2 separate regions of the Mus musculus genome follow, and region 2 is linked to region 1. Evidence: chromatin contacts called from public promoter capture Hi-C data. All regions are on one chromosome and are shown on one strand. The core of a region is the stretch at or near the end of the contact, and the rest is flanking DNA. Distances in the headings are between cores, read along the strand shown. Region 1 has its middle 11 kb from the start of Gm42194. Region 2 holds the start of Pld1 (phospholipase D1).

The links. Promoter capture Hi-C pulls out the DNA fragments that hold promoters and counts their contacts.
Region 2: a contact with region 1 is called in a promoter capture Hi-C map of 3T3-L1-derived adipocytes, with 4 times the contacts expected there. The contact joins the promoter of Pld1 here to the enhancer-like site in region 1. A contact is called at or near these places in 5 of 39 promoter capture datasets (the 3T3-L1 cell line, 3T3-L1-derived adipocytes, cranial neural crest and 1 more), 5 of 484 Hi-C or Micro-C datasets (the 3T3-L1 cell line, 3T3-L1-derived adipocytes, adipose-derived mesenchymal stem cells and 2 more), 1 of 115 datasets of contacts at active chromatin or transcription factors (trophoblast stem cells) and 2 of 9 other capture datasets (adipose tissue and macrophages).

What each region holds. Positions count from the first base shown.
Region 1 is chr3:27,765,344-27,768,356 of GRCm38.p6, reverse strand. No RefSeq gene overlaps it. Among named protein-coding and RNA genes, the nearest start is that of Gm42194, 11 kb to the left of the region's middle. Within about 2 kb of position 1,741, at least 123 of the 459 cell types and tissues checked have an H3K27ac peak or open chromatin away from gene starts, as enhancers often do. A contact at or near this core is called in 3T3-L1-derived adipocytes, adipose tissue, adipose-derived mesenchymal stem cells and 4 more, where this site is marked.
Region 2 is chr3:27,937,163-27,940,279 of GRCm38.p6, reverse strand. It overlaps Pld1 (phospholipase D1), which reads right to left and starts at 1,600. Exons shown (of 27, transcript NM_001164056.1): 1 at 1,530-1,600.

The sequences.
Region 1 (3,013 bases), core at 492-2,991:
CTATTACTGCATCGGAGTGAGTAAATATTTCCTTTCCCCTCAGGGAACCCTTCAGTGGTCTGTCTGAAGTGAAAGGTCTAGGTAGGTTTGTGTTGTTATGCTTTGGAGCCCTTGCGTTGTGTCAGTCTTACAAGACACCTTTGCTACTGTCCCAGGGGGTCCTCTTCAGCAATTGTCACCACTTTGTCTGCATTTGCTTTGTCACTAACTTTGACCTGTTTGCACCCTCTCTTCTCTCTAAACTGAGCAGTTTAAACCTTTCTGTATTATTGCTATGTATATGTAAGAGGTGTGTTTACAAGGGACTGTGCGTGCTACCACACACGTATTTAGATCAGATGACAATTTCATGGAGTCTGTTCACCTTTCTTGCCTTTTTGTGGGTTCCAGAGCTCAAACCCAATTCACCAGACTTGTTCAGCAAGTAAATGACTTCACCTGCTGAGCCATCTCCCTAGCACCCTAAAACTACACACACGAACGCACTCACACATGCATGCACGTACGCACGCACACATGCAGACATACACAAATCTTTCTGCTTCACTTTTTGCCCCCATTTCTCACTGTAAATCTGGCTGAAAGCAGCATGCAATAATTCTCACAGTCTGAACATCATGCTATATTGACATTCCTCCCACCAAATTAACTAGTTCATTTTTAATTCAGCTTCACTCACGTTCAGCAGAGTGTAAAGAGGCTTTTTCTTTTCAGCGTGTAACACCAATGCCCTCCACTGCCACCCCTGATAAGAGTTTTTGTTTGGTTTGTTTTGATCTCCCCTGACACCTTATAGGCCCAATCTTTTCTGGCCACCTTTCTATGAGCGTCGTGGTCTTCCAAGTGTCCATCATTATGACTTCTTAAGTTCCGCTTACATCAGTCGAGGGCTTTTCTATCCTGCGGTTCCAGTTCCTCCACATCCCTCCTGGAAATCAGTTCCCAAGGTCGGAGAACCACAGGGTCAGGTTTATCACAGCAACACAGCCCACAGTCTGAAACCGAGTCTGTTTCTCAAGGTCACTTGCTTGTCTTGTGGCTGTGACCACATTTTCTGAGAGAAACAAGAGAGGGAGGATGTATTGTGGCCCTTAGCTTCAGAAGGTCTCAGTCCATCATGGTAAGAAGCCAGCTCAGTTCACACAGTGGGAGCGTGTGGGGGCTCTCACCACACAGGCCAGGAAGCAGATAGCAAGATGGAACACACAGCAGTGTAGGTTTCAAAGGCCCAACTCTAGTGACCTACATCTGTGATACATGCTCCATACATGTTCCATACATGCTCCATAGCCTTCAAATTAGAGCCAGGAGCCAGGAGACAAGTATTCGGGTTCAATTCACAGTGGCCCACCTTAATCATTAATGATTAAGCTTCCTTAATCAGGTGTGCCTAGTTCTGCAACATAATTGTGTGTTCTAAAACTTCTAAATATGGATTGCCTTTTTTGGGCCTAGTGAAAACAGAATATTCAGGACTTGGAAAGAGAAGAAAATCTTAATGAAAACAAAACAAAACTTCAATGAAATAACTAAGGGCCTTTGCACTCCAACTTGGCATTAGAAAACAGTATACGGAATAATCAAAGGGGTTAAAGGAGACAGAACACACCAGTCAGTGCTCAAACGTGTATTTACATTTATTGAATGAGAGAAATCAGAATAAATCACCCTGGGAAGGAAGCTAGGCTGAGAGCCAGCCTAATGGCAAAGTGACAAAGAGACGGGCATGGGACAGGGCAGGAGTGTCCCAGCTCACACTCCTACAAAGAGAATGAACAAAGCCAGTGTCACGTGTGGCGACAGCCACTCTGGAGAACCCTGATCAATTCCTGCACACAAAGGAGGTGGAGAAAGGAAGGGAAACCAGGTTCTGTTGGGAAAACTAGCTTCTCTTTTCTCCTCCGTCTTGAATGTTACTGGGACTCCACCAGGAGTCTTCCCTGTGGCTCCCTCTTCTTCAAGCAGAGGCCACTCACATAGCATCTAGTTGTGTTGAAGTCAATCAGATTCTAAGTCCACAGCAAGGCCAAAGTAGCTTGTTTGTCCACACCAGGGCAGAATGAAGGAAGTTCTCACTCTGCACAGGCACAGCAATGTGTCATATCATATTGCCAAGAGCTTGCATCATTTCTAAACTTTCCGGAAGCCTGGATGGGCGAGAGGTCATCTGTGTTTATTTTGCGAAGTTTGGCCTACCAGGAAATGTGTGGGTACAAGAGATATTTCGGGCCCCTGAGACTCTAACTTAAGACACTTAAATCTGGCAGCTTGTGCTATAAGCTTGAGCCTCTAAGTAGGTCTTTGAAAGAGTGGCAAATTGCAAAGAATGAGAGGTTTCTTGGCTGCACGAACCAAGCCACGTATAAAACCCTGTTGCCAAACAGAGACTAGAACCAGATGGCAAGTCTGAAAACACACAGCACGTATTGACTCTTCTATAAAATACTCATTACTGCCTAATCCAGCAATAGTCATTTCTAGAAGAACTGCATAAACGCTCATGAATCCATTTTAATTAAGGTTGTAAATTGACCTTACCAAAAAGAAAAAAATCTTTGAACAGAATTTTTCATGTCAAGTTGCTTTAAGAATATAATGAAATTTCTCCATCATAGGAGAAAAAGGATGCATCTGAAAGATGCAATTTTCATCATGTTGAAAGCATATGTAGTTGTTAGCTGTCCACCAGCAGGCTTTCTCCAGCCTCTGACAGACAGTTAAGGCTATTTTGGTCTTTGTGTCATTAGTAATCTAGCAGGTGACTAGAGTCTTTACCTAGAAAAAAATGGTCTTTCCATGTGGGACTGACAAAGAAAATTCTACACACACACACACACACACACACACACACACACACACACACATATCCAGACCAAATACCAATCACATAAGTAAAGGGTATGGAAAACTTAAGCTAGAGAGGATGCCCATAGCCAGTGCCGAGGGCTGGACAGATGCAAAGGACACTTCTACCCACAAAGGCACAGGATTGATTCAAACACCACCGTTCTTG
Region 2 (3,117 bases), core at 351-2,850, 170 kb before region 1:
AGACCATACACAAATGCATTCTCGGTAAAGGTCTGATGAGCAGGCTGTCCATTAACTAGGCAGTACTCATCTAGTTATCAGTAAATCAATCAACCTAAATGAGCCTGTAGAGAACTTAACACCAGTGTGTGTAAAACGCTGATGCCAGAAACAACACAGCAAGGACACCATCTCCTCAAAACCTTCTCCACTCGCACTATTTATTTGAAAAGCTAATTGTACTGGCTCATAAAAATTCAGATACCCGCTTACATAACCATTTAAAAGGTCCCCACACACCATTTAAAGGCTGCTTACAAATTCAAGCTAAACAGTTGAGTACAAACTCACTCGTGGGCCACAAAGCACGTACTATGGAAAGAGATTCTTGCATAAGTAGGCATAACAGACTAGTTCAAACTAGGCTCTCTGCACCCGTCAGGCTTCCTTGACAGCACCTCTGACAGGTCAGGACTTCTGAATATCTCTCTGAATTTCCTGGGTAGCTAGTCTCCAGAGGCCCTGGGAAGGTCATAAGGAGTTGGCTAAGCTGAAATTGGTGGGCCTGGCTGTCTAAGAGCGCTCTTCGTCCTGTGGAAAGATCTAGAAATGGTCGAATGCAGAAGCTCCTGTGGTCCTTAAGATTATGTTTTGAGCTTCATGAAAGAAGGCCGCTGGCAGTGATCTGAGATTGGGAGGCGGGGGTGAGGAAGGCAAACGTAGGCGTGGCAGGTAGCCCTAGGGTATGGGGGAAAGGGCTGGCCAAATTCTAAGTCTTGACCTGTACTTAAGAGATGGAAGCAGGAGGGCCAGGAATGTCATCCTTGGCTACATAGCCTTTGAGTGCAGCCTGAGCTACAGAAGACTGTTTCAAACAAACCGTCCCATGGCTTAGAGACCTCCTAAGGTCCCTCCCTGACCCGGAACAGTCAGTCCCAAACATCTTGGGTCGGAGCTAAAATAGCAACTGCCTAACACAGGCCTTTCTTTTAATTGCTACCCCTGTCCCTCCTCCACTTCAGCACAGCACATCTTTGGCCCCGAGGCAGCAGCTGTGTGGCTCGGCGCCCGGCACTGTGCTTCAGCTGGACTCTAAGCCACTGGAATGCAGCACTTCCTGGTTGGTCCGGGATGTTGGTGCTGTCGCCATCCCGGTCAGCCCACAGTGCTAAGGAGCTCAGGGAGCGCGGGACGATCTAGCGGGAGCGAACAAATCTACTGAGCCCGGGACCCGAGGAGGTGGGGTGGGGTGCATCCTACAGAGGACGCCCCGGATCTGCAGGGACTTGAGAGTGGAGTGGGGCTAGGACATCAGCAGCTGACCCGGCTCTGCTCTCAGGGTAGCGGTCCTCGCCTGCGGTCAGTGTGCGCGCGGCTCTTGCCAGCGCAGACACTACAGGAATTAAGACTATGGGAGGGACTCCAGGGTTCCCAAGGGAACTTCAGGGACAGGGCTGGTGAGAGGGGCAAGAGAGGCGGGATGAAGCACGAGGACCGCGAACGTCCTGCGGGCTCAGAAGTCCCGCAAGCCTGGCCCCGGCAGCTCCTACCTGCGGGCCTGGGGCGCGGGCACACACTCTGCGGCGGCGGCGACTTCGGGGGTCCCCGCGCAGCTGGCGCAGCTGGGGCCGCGGAAGAAGGGCGGGCGCTGGGACTCGCCGCCCGGAACTCGGCCGGTCTGCAGGGTGGGGCGGGGCGGCGCCGGCCAGCCTCGGTGACAGCCTCTGCCGCCGGCCTTCCTCCATGCCTCGGTTCTAACACTTTCTTCTGTCCAAGTGTCCTAACTCAGCCACAGTTATCCGCGGGGCGCAGGGGCGCACGCAGGCGTTGTTCTTACCAAGTTCACTTCCCTGGTCTCTGAGCCCAATCCTTGTCCAAGACTGGCCCGCAAGTTACAAGCCAACAGCGAGCCAACTGGTGAAATATTCCTGCCCTGAAGTGACTTGCTTAATTAGGGGCTTTGTAGAGGTCAACTGTGGCCTTCCTGCAAATCCCACGGGTAGGTCTTGGTAGGTGTTATTGCCTGTTTATAAGGAAACTGAGGCTGGCAAGTAAAGAACCAGCCTGACCCTAAGCTTGCTGGAGCCAGCAATCTCTTCAGTCCCCAAAACTGCCCGTGCTTGTCCCCCCAGACCCCCCTTCTCTCTCTCTCTCTCTCTCTCTCTCTCTCTCTCTCTCTCTCTCTCTCTCTGTGTGTGTGTGTGTGTGTGTGTGTGTGTGTGTGTGTTGTGGCGAGTGTTCGGTTGGTTAGTTTGAAGTTAGGTCTCTGCTGTATACCTGGTTGGCCATGAAGAACAGGTAGAACTCAAACTACATGATCCTCCTGTCTCAGTCACACATCGCCCTCACACTTCTCACTCCCACTTGCCATCAGTACTGGGTCTAATTCAGAAATGTTAGAGAGAAAAGTAAAAATAAAATGGGAGGAGAACGAGAAAGTCCCATTACCCCGATGGAACTGTCCGCACAGTAACTTTGCCGTTTTAATACACTTAAGAGAGTCGTCATCAAGGGAAATCCAGTGGCTGGGTGGTGTGAATAGCAATCCTTTGGGAATATAATTTTGAACACAAGTCAGTTCCAAAACTGGTTGCACAACACTGCTTCCAGCCAAAACCCAAAGATGCAACAGTTAGTTTCCTGTACATCAAATTGCTGATGCTGTTGGTCTTTTGAAATTGTTTATTGAGTATTATACAGTGAGACAGACCCAGTTACATAATGTCTTACCATGCCCATGGCACTGCATGAAATGAAAAATATAATATTTCTGTCCAGACAGAGGAGGAGTGAAATTATAGCGCGGGGCTCAGTTTTCAAGTAACCTGGAGCTGCCCAGCCCTCCCTGACTGCATTCTTCTCTTTTGAGCACATCTTTCCTAATGATTGCAGAGTCGGGCAGCCGTCACTCTTTCCTTGTTGACAGAAATAATTGATGCCTTTTGAATCCTATGATTCTGACAGATTTTTGCAATTATATGCACAGCCTTCTGAGCAAACAGGGTCTTGCCTAAGAGGGGTTTGGCAAGACTATATAACAAGGAAGTAACTGAAAAGCTGCATATGTCTCCTTCCTCCCTTCCTCCAGTTTATTAATTTCAGATGATTTGATAAGTGTGTGCCTAGGAGTAACCGCAC